Regions from separate parts of the Mus musculus genome. Here all the other regions are linked to region 1. Evidence: chromatin contacts called from public Hi-C and HiChIP or PLAC-seq data. All regions are on one chromosome and are shown on one strand. Each heading gives the region's core, a stretch centred on a gene start, on an enhancer-like site or on the middle of the called end of the contact. The rest is flanking DNA. Distances are from core to core; before and after follow the strand shown.

Evidence for each region. A called contact is a pair of places that touch in the nucleus more often than the background predicts. HiChIP or PLAC-seq counts read pairs in DNA pulled down with a chosen protein or histone mark.
Region 2: a contact with region 1 is called in an H3K4me3 HiChIP or PLAC-seq map of forebrain, with 2.2 times the contacts expected there. The contact joins the promoter of Alkbh3 here to the enhancer-like site in region 1. A contact is called at or near these places in 1 of 39 promoter capture datasets (neural stem cells), 1 of 15 datasets of contacts at CTCF or cohesin (the NIH/3T3 cell line), 3 of 484 Hi-C or Micro-C datasets (the N1E-115 cell line, bone marrow-derived macrophages and hematopoietic stem and progenitor cells), 7 of 115 datasets of contacts at active chromatin or transcription factors (bone marrow-derived macrophages, embryonic basal ganglia, embryonic midbrain and 4 more) and 3 of 9 other capture datasets (adipose tissue, liver and pancreatic islet).
Region 3: a Hi-C map of the N1E-115 cell line shows a contact between it and region 1, with 1.7 times the contacts expected there. The contact joins the promoter of Alkbh3os1 here to the enhancer-like site in region 1. A contact is called at or near these places in 1 of 15 datasets of contacts at CTCF or cohesin (the NIH/3T3 cell line), 2 of 484 Hi-C or Micro-C datasets (the AML12 cell line and the N1E-115 cell line), 2 of 115 datasets of contacts at active chromatin or transcription factors (embryonic midbrain and embryonic stem cells) and 3 of 9 other capture datasets (adipose tissue, liver and pancreatic islet).

What each region holds. Positions count from the first base shown.
Region 1 is chr2:93,906,408-93,910,101 of GRCm38.p6, forward strand. It overlaps a transcript of Accsl not described here. Among named protein-coding and RNA genes, the nearest start is that of Gm39884, 34 kb to the right of the region's middle. Within about 2 kb of position 1,619, at least 76 of the 459 cell types and tissues checked have an H3K27ac peak or open chromatin away from gene starts, as enhancers often do. A contact at or near this core is called in the N1E-115 cell line, the NIH/3T3 cell line, forebrain and 1 more, where this site is marked.
Region 2 is chr2:94,008,812-94,012,505 of GRCm38.p6, forward strand. It overlaps Alkbh3 (alkB homolog 3, alpha-ketoglutarate-dependent dioxygenase), which reads right to left and starts at 1,919. Exons shown (of 10, transcript NM_026944.1): 1 at 1,872-1,919.
Region 3 is chr2:93,977,998-93,981,691 of GRCm38.p6, forward strand. It overlaps Alkbh3os1 (alkB homolog 3, opposite strand 1), which reads left to right and starts at 2,037. Exons shown (of 4, transcript NR_045827.1): 1 at 2,037-2,637; 2 at 3,086-3,175. Alkbh3 (alkB homolog 3, alpha-ketoglutarate-dependent dioxygenase) reads right to left here. Exons shown (of 10, transcript NM_026944.1): 9 at 3,519-3,617; 10 at 2,637-2,980. The coding sequence ends at 2,888.

The sequences.
Region 1 (3,694 bases), core at 369-2,868:
CAGGTGATTCAGGCTGGTTTGGGGAAATCGGCTAGGTCTCTGGGCTTTTCCCCGCTTGCTCCTCCCACAAGTCAGAACAGTCCCTGGTCCTGGCCTGAGTGACCTTTCAGTCTCAGAGGGGCCAGATCCAGCCAGGGAACAGGGCCGGTGACCCAGATTCCACTTCCTGTCTTGCTTCCCTCCATCCCCAGACGCCAGCTGCATCTGGAACTGACAGCAGGCCAGCAGAAAACCTTTCACAGGCCTTTGCTGGCAGCAGTGGAATCAGTAGCAGGCAGCCTCTGGGCTGGGCACCTGTAGTCCTTCCCCACAGCCAGGATCAGCCACAACAGGGACCCAGACACCACATCTCATCCAGCCCTGACTCCCAATTCACAGAAGGACAGACAGAGAGGCCCAGAGCAAAGCTAAACAATGGGAGGCTAACTGAACCCACATTCACCTCGCCCAACAACACCGTCTGCTCCCAGATTCTCAGAAAGTCCCACAGGCCTTAGGTATAGAAATCAGTGCCTGGGTAGGCTCGGAAAGGAAGGGAACTCCTGCTGGGTGCATCCCTACAGGCATTCAGGGATATGCAATCAATTGTCCCAGGCTCAGCCATGCCATGGCATGGCTATATTTTCCTAGAGAGCTCTCATTTTCTCATCTTTTAGGACAGTGAGGAAACACACTGCCACAGCCACAGAGGCTTGTCATGCATACCATGAAATGAATCCACACTGCAGACCTAGACAGGTTTCTGCACTTAACAGGGAGAGGCCCAGCCAACATGCAAACAAAGGATATATAGGATACCAGTTGAGTTATCTACATGGCAAAGGCAAGCTGTGCTGAGGTGCATCTGGTAGACAGAAGGATGGGTGGTGGTCCCTGGCTCTGAGCAGGTGACATTTAGGCTGAGCCAAGAAAATAAGAAAGAATAAGGAAGTCTCAGGGGTGGTGGGGGTGGGGAGAGGTGGGGGAAGGCAGGGAATACTGTCATTCACCCTGGGAGAGACCTGTCAGGCCAGACAACACCAGTTTCCTTTTGACTGGAACACAGATCATGTCTTGGAAGTACCACAAAGCCAGACAAAGGTAGCATGAGGATTTCTATGCCTTAAGATTAGGCTTTCCTCTGGATAAAAGGGTGAACTCTGGCGGGATGAGAGATGGAGGCAGGAAGATGTGTTGATGGCAGCTCGAACCAGACTATCTGAAGAGAGTCTGGGCTGGTTAGGGCGACCGGCTCAGCAGAGGAGTCAGTGAGTGTTAAGAGAGGAATGCAGAATGACTCCAGTTGTCCTATGTTAATAGCTGTGTGGCTGCCTTTCCCAAGACTGTAGAAAGTGAAATGAAGCCAGCAGCCAGCCTCAGGCAAGCCAAGGCTGGACAGACCTGTGTTGCCCAAGGGTCTGGCTAAGTGGGCAGTTAACAACCACGGCCATCACATTTACATATGCCTCTCTTGGTTACTGTGGGCTTTCCTACCACACCGAGGTGCTGGAGGGCAGGTACCCAGATTCTAGGCTCCTGGCTCTGTTCTCAGCAAGAGAATGCTCAGTGCTGGGCCTGTGGGCAGCTCATAAGTATTTATGAGCAAGCAATATGCTCAGAAGCCGGAACCAGAGTGATGTTCACAGCCAGCTCCAGGGCCTGCCTGCTGGTCCCCCTGGGAGACTCCATCCTGGGACTGCTCTTTCCTACCTCTGTTGCTCAGGCTTCCCAGCTTCCTGCCAGGAAATGCAGCCCCAGGCTTAAATCATTAGCTGGAACCTCCTCTCACAGCCAGCTTCTGTTTGCAACAACACTTTGCCTCTGCTAACTTGAAGGATGCTTCAGTTCGCCCTGGGTGGCACACTGAAGCAGAAAAGTGTCAGAGAGGTGCTTGCGCAGCAAGGAGGGGACCACAGGCCTCCCGTCACCTGCTCCACAAGGACACTGCATTTAAAATAAACCACAGTAAAGCATCTAAGAAGAAGAACTCTGCCTTTCTCCACCCAGGCTGCTTAAGAAAACACCACAGGCTGGTGCCGTAAACAACATAAAGCTGTTCCTCCCAGTCCTGGAGGCTGCAAGCCTGAGATCCTGGCGCCAGCACCTGGATAGGACCTGCTTTCTGCCCTACATAGATGGGGGGTCTTCTCTGGAGACCTCGGATTGTGGAAGCAGGGCTGATGGGTCTCTTGAGCATCCTGTAAAGACAGTGCTCTGCTCGCAAGCTCCACCCCTAACATAATCAGGTCCTAAAGGCCCTGCCTCCCAATCCCACAATCTTTCAGGGTAGAGATGGGGATGGGGATTAAGGTCCTGATGGGTGAATTGGGAAAGGGACAGGGGACAGCCTGGAGCTGAGAGTGAATGGTGATTGATAGCTATTGTAACCTTTGCCCAAGGAGAGCACAGGGCTAGTCCCAGGGCACCCAGGTCACATAAGGAGTGAACTTGAACACACAGCCCTCCCCAGCCTTTGAATGGGAGTCCCTAGAGGCTTAGCCTCCTGTCTTGAGACTTCCAGGTTCAAGCATATTCCATGCTACAGGCACTTTCTGTTCCTGATTATTTAAGACCTAATGCAGAAGTTCTGAACCTTTCTAATGCTGTGACCCTTTAGTACAGCTCCCCATGTTGTGGTGACCCCCAACCATTAAAAATCATTTTCATGGCTACTTCACAACTGTAATGTTGATGGTGTTATGAATCTTAATGTAAATATCTGGCAGGATACCTGATATGCGATCCCAACAAAAGGGTTGTTCATAAGGGGCTGAAACCCACAGGTTGAGAACCCTTGCCCTAATGAAAAGCATTCACTGCACTTCATTGGGCAGCTCTGGAGCCTCAGTTTCCCCATTTGGCAAATGGGGAGTTGCATGCAATGTGGCCAATCCCTTGAAGTTTTAAAAACAAAAAACTGAGAGTCTCCCTCATCTCTGAAGCCCAGCTCTGAAGGCTCCTCAGGAGGACCCGAAGACCCCGGATTAAAGGGCTGCAGAGATGGTTCCTGGCAAAGTGCTTGCTGGGCTTGAGGAAGGATCTGAGCTTGGAAACTGAGAACCCCACATAAAAGCCTGGCATGGCGGTGCTTGCCCGTGATCCCAGCACTGGGGAGGCAGATACAGGTGGAACCCTGAAGGTGGATGGCCAGCTAGGTAAACGAATGACCACAAAGCTCAGTGAGAGAGCTTGCCTCAAAAACAAGGTGAGAAGTGATTGAGGAAGACACTCAGTGTTGGCCTCTGACCTCCACATCTACACACATGAATGCATACACACACACACACACACACACACACACACACACACACAGTCAGACAGACAGACAGACAGGTCTCCCATGTTCCTGTCACAACACAGCTATCCAGGGTCTCCACAGGAGTTGGTGACATTGAGCCGGGAGACCACTGCAGAGCAGCGCCCAGTCATTTCCCAGCAGACACATGCCACCTGCTCTCTCTACACAGACCCATGGCCCCATGCCTAGAACAGTGTTCCTTGGTTGGGCAAGGCTGTAACAGGAGCTAAATCTGCTTGGAAAACCTATTGTGTAACTCTGCCCTTCCATGAAAGGCATACAGCCACCGGGAAAGGCAGCTTGAAGGAGCCAGGACTTTCTTTGAAGTAAATATCTTGGCACGACCCACTAAGAAATGTCCTTTTGAACGTTACTAACTCTAGGTTACTGCTAATTTACTCTGAGCTAGTGACAGTG
Region 2 (3,694 bases), core at 669-3,168, 100 kb after region 1:
CCAAGAGCAGACCACATGCATGCAGCTCTAACATTCCCATTGTCCACAGCATGAATATGGAAAACTCGGCCAAGACCAGGCTCCCCAGTGCAGTGCTCCTTACCACCGGCTGTACGGAGCTTCCCTGGAAGCCTTAAAAGCAGCCATGACAGAGAAACCTGAAGGACTTCGGCCACATGAAGTAGAGAAGCACAGAGACATAAACGCTACGTGACCTTACACACAGCAACTTAAGAAAGCTGAACCCTAAGAGTAGAATGTGATTGCTTATGACTAGGGAAGGGGGCTAGGTGGGGGCAAGGACACTGTGGATCCAAAGTACAAAGTTTCACTTGGATAACAATAAGCTTTACTGACCTCCTGCACAGAACAAGGGCCATAAATACCAAATCACTGCTGGGAATGGTGGCACATGCCTTTAATCCCAGCACTTGGGAGGCAGAGGCAGGCGAATTTCTGAGTTCGAGGCCAGCCTGGTCTACAGCAGGACAGCCAGGGCTACACAGAGAAACTGTCTCGAAAAAAAAAAAAAAAAAAAAAAAAAAACAAACAAAAAACCAAATCACTGGATAGCTCAGTTATGAAGAGTAGATTTTAAATATTTCCATCACAAAAAGGTATACGAGGTAAGAGATGTATTAATTTGATGCATTCATTCTATATCAAAAGCATATATCAAAATGTCACAGAATACCATAAATAAGAACAATGATTTGTCAACTTTAAAATTAAGTTTGAAATGAAAATCTAAAATATCCATGTACCACTTTTAAAACTACAATTTAGGAAAGACTCTATTTCTATGTTTATAACAAGCAGCAAAGGGTAAGATATGCTAATATGTATAGAGATCAGAAGGTTTAGTGACTTACAGAGACACTCAGGAAATCAATACTGATGAAAAGTTCAACTCTTGTCAGGTTCCAGCCTTGAGCTAATCAAACCCCCTATAATTTTGCCCAAAGGTTACCCTATAGCAAATACAGAATTCTTAAGGGTCAGGTCACATGTTCGGAACCTGCGAGCCACTTCTTTATGAGTCTAGGAAAGCTTCTAGCTCTCAAAGACAGTCCACTCATATGACTGCTTACACCACAGGTTCCCAGGCCTCGTCTCCTAGACCTTCCGATCCAACAGAGCTCAGGGCTCTGCTTAAATCTCCTTAGGACGTAGAAATGATGGTTTACAGGCACATACCAGTAATCCCAGCATCCAGGAGGCCTGAGCTAAATACTGAGACCCCGTCTCATCACCGACAACCCATCAAGTGCTTATCATTTACCAGGTAGGGCCTTGGAGAAGATGTCGATTCCCTCAAAAAGTTAATGACACAATCAAATCCAACTCTCCGGGCTTACCGAATGTGTGAAGGAAACCCTCGTGTATCATATTCTCGGAGACCTAAAGGCATAAGACTAGTGGGGGTCAGTGAAGGCCTCTGACCTGCTCACCTTGACGTGACTTGTTTAAGGCAAGTGGTGAACAGAAATTCCAGAGTGCTGTCTGAGACTTCCTGAGTGCTGTCAGTTCGAGGAGTCCCAGAACTTAATAGGTCCTAACAAAGGTCCCGCCACCCTGGAACTCCAAGCCTGAAAACCTTAAAAAGAACAAGGGCTCTGGCAGGTGCAGGAACTTGCTTGGAATGCACAGATCTATCCCGTCCCGCCAGCAAACCCCGTGGCAGCGGACGCCACCGTCTGACCTCAGGCCTCTCCCTCAAGCAGGAGACAGTCCCGCCCTCGAGGCTGAGGTACAGAGAAATGGCTAACAGCCTTCTGATGGCCCAGAAACGGACCCTCGGGCAGTCCTCACACGCCTGCCCCCGGCTCGCGGCCAGCAAGCCAGGAAGGAGCTGGGCGCCCCGGACCAACCTGGCTGGGCCCTGAGCAGAGGTCCCGACACGACCCTAATCAGCCGTCTGGACGCCGGGGAACCTTCAGAGTGAGGCACCAACTCCTGCAACGTCCAACCACAGGCCTCCGTTGCGCGTAGTTCCTCTTAGGTGACATACTGCCACCGCTTCCGCTTCCGGTGGGTAGCCCGGAGTCCGGGTTGCCCCGCATCCCTGGCAACTAAAGGGCCGGGTGGAGACGCTGAAGGGAATATGGTCGGAATGGGAACTGGAGTCAGGGGCACATGTGGGGATGAAGATGAGCCTCCTAGGCCTAGGTCCTCAGGAAACTAGTTCCCGAAACCAGTGCTGGCATCTTAGGTCTGTTGTGCAAAGGGCAACCGCACTCTCCCGGAACTTGTACTGATCCGGGAGTAGGGAGGACTGGGACATGCTGGGTTCTGCTATAGAATTCTCTCCTTACCTTGAAAACCATGAAGAGTCTAAGGTGCGCTTTGTTCTCAACGTAGCGCGCCCGTCTTTTCTACACAGCATTTACGCTGGGACGTGAGAGCATGCCTTATTTATCTGAGTTCCTCAGTGCTAAGGAAACTTTACTTGAGTCCACAGATCTGTCTAAATTTCATTCCAATGCCACCATTTGGGGCAAGTGCATTGCTTACTTTTTAAGTGGTCCTGTTAAGTGGGATTAAATGAGACAGCAGCGTCTGGACCACTATAGAAATCTAATAATTCACGATAGCTAAAGTGCCTTCTCACGCATCTGACCTCTTCACAAGCTTCTTTAAAGAGATCAGGTTAAGCCATGTCTCTTATAATTTGACAACTCTGACTGTAGCACCAAGTCAACTATTTTCTGTCAAATATTATTCTCTAAAATTTACCAAAACACAATCATTGTGGAGATCTTTCAAATAAGCCTGATTCTGTCAGGGTATCGGTAAAGGCTCCTTAAGAAAAATCCCCACTCGTCAAAAGAATAGAATCACCTGGCCAAAGAATGACCCCTAGGAAGGTAGGCTTACCTGAAGTAACACTAAAGAGATAAGTGGACTTATTAGTACTTTAATGAGACACTGTACTTCCTTTCTCCGATTCCCACCCTCTATCTCCGTCACTTAAGGAACATGGCCACGCCGGTTCCAAGCCTTCCTGCTTTTCTAAATTACCTAGAGAAACAACAACAAAAACTAAAAACAGCAGCAACAACAAAAACCATAGCTTACCTTTCTTGCTGTCCCTCCTGTAAGCATGCTTCTTTTAGGACTTCAGACTTTTGCCAGCATTTGATGTCCCCTTACTCTTTCTCTGATGCTTCCCTCTCTTACATGACAACGGCTGCCTTCCACTCAGTGACTGACCTCCATGCCCACTTAACACGGAATCCCCACCCCCTATTCTCTTCCTTGGGGCGGCTGTCTACAGTTTACCTGTCCTCAGATGTTTGGTGTGTTTTTCTTTTAAACTAACAAAATTGTCCTTATCCTTTCATTTGAGCCATTCTTTTATCCTTTTCTTAATAGAACTCCAGAAGGCAATTCCAATTCCCCCAGTATTGATGCTCAATAGCATTCAGCTGTAGTATCCTCCGTGTTCCTGACTGAGGTGCCCACGTGGCCGCCACAGTGGAGTCCAATTTTTACACCATCTTTGTTGTTGTTGTATATTCTGTGTCATTGAAAGAAAAATGATTTATCCCAGGACTGAAAGGAGAGAGAGCTGGATTGTAATTTTTACTTTTTTCCCCATTACCTAGTAATCTTTCGATGTCTGCTTTGGGCTCCGGAACATTTGATACATCTCCTAAAGGGTGTTATTTCTTTCCTTCTGGTGATTATAGCT
Region 3 (3,694 bases), core at 787-3,286, 72 kb after region 1:
CCTCATACATAGTTTGCACATCACCAGAGGTCCCATGTAGTAAGACAACAGAAGAAACCAGAGGGAGAAATTCACCTACCTGTGAAAATTCTGAGGCATACATATCTGCTTAGCTATGCTTAGGGACCACTTGCTAGGGATGCTGTCCAAGACTGTTCCTAAATTCACAGTAAACTGAATTCTACCTCCAACCATTGCCAACATTAGTTTCCCCAGTTTAATGACACTGCTAGTTCAGTGGGCCACAGAGCTTCTGACAAAATCTTCATGTTGGCTAAGGATCTATAAGATGCAGGCACTTGCCCTGATGTGTGAGAAATTGGGGGACACACAGCTGGCCTGCTGCTGGCTATGGCTCCACCTCAGTTATGAGTCCACCTCAGTTAGCCTCTGTACTGGCTAGTTTTGTGTCAACTTGACACAGCTGGAGTTATCACAGAGAAAGGAGCTTCAGTTGAGGAAGTGCCTCCATGAGATCCAACTGTAAGGCATTTTCTCAATTAGTGATCAAAGGGGAAAGGTCCCTTGTGGGTGGGACCATCTCTGGGCTGGTAATCTTGGTTCTATAAGAGAGCAGGCTGAGCAAGCCAGTAACATCCCTCCATGGCCTCTGCATCAGCTCCTGCTTCCTGACATGCTTGAGTTCCAGTCCTGACTTCCTTGGTGATGAACAGCAGTATGGAAGTGTAAGCTGAATAAACCCTTTCCTCCCCAGCTTGCTTCTTGGTCGTGATGTTTGTGCAGGAATAGAAACCGTAAGACAGCCTCTGAAATTTGTCTCTGCCAGCACATGTGCAGTAAAATACTTAGGGATTCAGCTTCTCATCTCTATAGTGGAATCAGTGTTGGGACAATGAGGTGATAAATGCAAGCTCACAGGACAGAGCCTGCAGGGAACCAAAACTCACAGAGGATGACTAAAACCAAACCTGTGCACTGCTGTTTCATGTACTTTGAGTCAGCACAGTTTTGTCAGTTCCTGGGAAGGATCTGCAGCAGGCTGGAGCAGTCACTGAACATCACTCTTCCTGTCTTACATCTAAACTCTGTAGTTCTGCTTTATGGCAAGAACCTGCTTGATACTTGAGAAGGCATGGGGTCCTAGCGGTGGAAATATCCGGCACTGATTGCACATGGAAGTCTACAGTAAAGGCAAGAAACCGAAGCTATGACTGCTCTTTGCCCATGAAACCCAGATGGAAACCACAGCCTCTCAGTGGTCTGACAGACTAGCTGTAATGAGTGTCGAGATGCAGCGCTGCTCTAAGGCAGGGAGGCAGAGAAGAGCCTCTACAATGGGGGTGGGGTGCTGGAAGACCTGGGGTCACCTGTCAGTCTCATTTATAAGGAAGAGAGGAGGAATTTCCAGCCTCAGTCATCAAACTCCTAATCAAGGCTGACCATACCATCCTGGCCAGGTTTTCTTGGCTCTAACCAGGGAACAGCTGTGAGATTAAATAGAGGGCGTGTGTTTATGGTGATTCATACCTTCTTCCTAGGAAGGCTTAATATGATGCTCAAATTGTATACAGATTTAGGATTTCTTACAAAAGGAGCTCTACACATTTTTAAAAACCAGACTCTGACACAAGGAACCAGAGAGTCTGTTCAGATTCGTTCCGTACTCATTCCATCTGAGCCTTGAGTAAGCTTGTCCAGCCTCTGGCACCGTTCCATGTCATGGGGACCATCCATCTTACAGAGTGGAATGGAAATAGGATTAAAAACCAAGACAGTAAATTTCCCTCAAGGACAAGGGAGAAACTCTAACCCATGTCCCACTTTCATCCACTGACATGAACTCTTCCTCTGGGTTTGAATTAATCTAGTACATTGCTCCTGAGTCAAGGTCAACGAGTCATGTGTTTTTATGATGCAAAAAGGGGCAACTACCCGATTCTGTTTTGGAAACCTTGGTGACATCACAGGCTAACCCCTGAACTCAGGCACCCAGTGAAAGAGAACACTGAGTCAGAAGAGCCTTAGTCACAGGCTTCTGAAATCTAAGGTAGAAGAGCCATGAGGTCATCCAAGCTATTCCCTGCAGGGCTGCTCTGATTCTATCTGGCCTGGGTTTAAATGACTCAAGAAATTCTCCAGGGGAAACTAATCTATTGGAACAGCAGTTACTAACAGGGCATTTGCTGTTCTTCAACCAAAATTTCAGCCTGGTTCTCCTGACATTCTCAGTTATTACTCGCTTCCAGGATACAGCACTGTCTTTCTTACGAGGGGTCCCAGGTGAACTGTCTGGGGTGTGGATGGGAGCTGCTGCTGTCTCTGTATTCAGAAGTCTGTAACCTAAGTGTGCCCCAGGAAAACTGACAGCTGGGAAATTCAGCTAAATAAACAGTGTCCTGAACACGCAGCTTTCCATTACAATAACATACAAGCCAAGATGTTAAGGAGTCAAGGAAGACTTCAACAAAGCCCAGAGAAGCCACCTCTGTTTGGGTTTCAGCAGCTGCCTGCCTGTGGACGGCTCCAGAGTCACTGACACGTATTTATATCTCCATTTTGCTAACGTCATAAGGAACAAACATGTTCAGATCTTCCCCAGAGGCACAAGGCCATTTGTATTTCTTCAAATTAAAGGGGGCAGAGCAGGAGGCAAAAAGCTTTTGGATCAAATCATCTGTGAGTACAGCCAGAGCAATTTTTAATTTGCTTAATGATAACCTTGATTTAGAGATTTGTCTCAAAGTAAGTGTTCCTGTAGTAGACATGTTGACAAGGTGACGTGCTGGCAGCTCTCATTCAGGAGGAGTAGAACCTGAGAAGCAAACACCACGCTTTCTGAACAGCCACATCACGGAAGTGCTTGCGGGAGATGGGGAGGGGCTGTTAGGTGCATAGCCCTCCCCTCAGTGGTAACTCTGTAGAAGTGTCACCGAGGGGCTCCTCTTGGGTCTGGATAAACGGTCCGAAAGGTTAAGTTTACTCTCGGTTGTCTGGAGTGGTATTCCTTGGGCACTCGGTGCTAAATGGAAATATAAATAGTTGTCCAGCATAAATATATGTGCATTTTTCATTAGTTCAACATGATTTACAACTTATTTATGTCTTATTCTATCTCTCTCACTAGGTGGTCTACAGTCCTGTGAGAAAGGGTCTCCTCCTCTGAACCGAGTACCCAGCCGATCCCAGCAGGCTGGGCCAGCGCCCCGGCAGCAAGGCATACCTACTTTTCTAACTGTTGCTTTACTTTAAATGTTTGTACTTAACGAGACCTCACCCACACTGATCTAGAATAGTTGTGCTGTGATGCCCAACATGGTAGCCACTGGGGCTATTTGCAGTCACTTTCTCAGTGGTCGGCACAGTCGTGGATTCCTCTATCAGCACAAAACCTTCAATCTCGGCTGAGAGGCCTGTTTTGATCACCTCCTTAGACATGACATCATTTTACCGCTACCTGCTCAGTATAAGCACTTGCTTCTGTGTGATTTGCAATGACTCCTCAGCCAGGATAGAAGCTGCTTCCAGAGAGCAAATCGGTGCTACCTGCAAGCCCTCACCTGCCAGTCGGCTTGTGTGGCTCCTTCCATGATTAGCAAGGTCCCGTGATCCAATGGTATCTTCACTCTCTCCACATATGTATAGTCTCCATTTTCTTCCTAGAAAACAGCGGCCATCCCACTGAAGTTTTTATTTATATGGTCATGAAGCAGGAGAACCTGGAGGCAGTCATTCC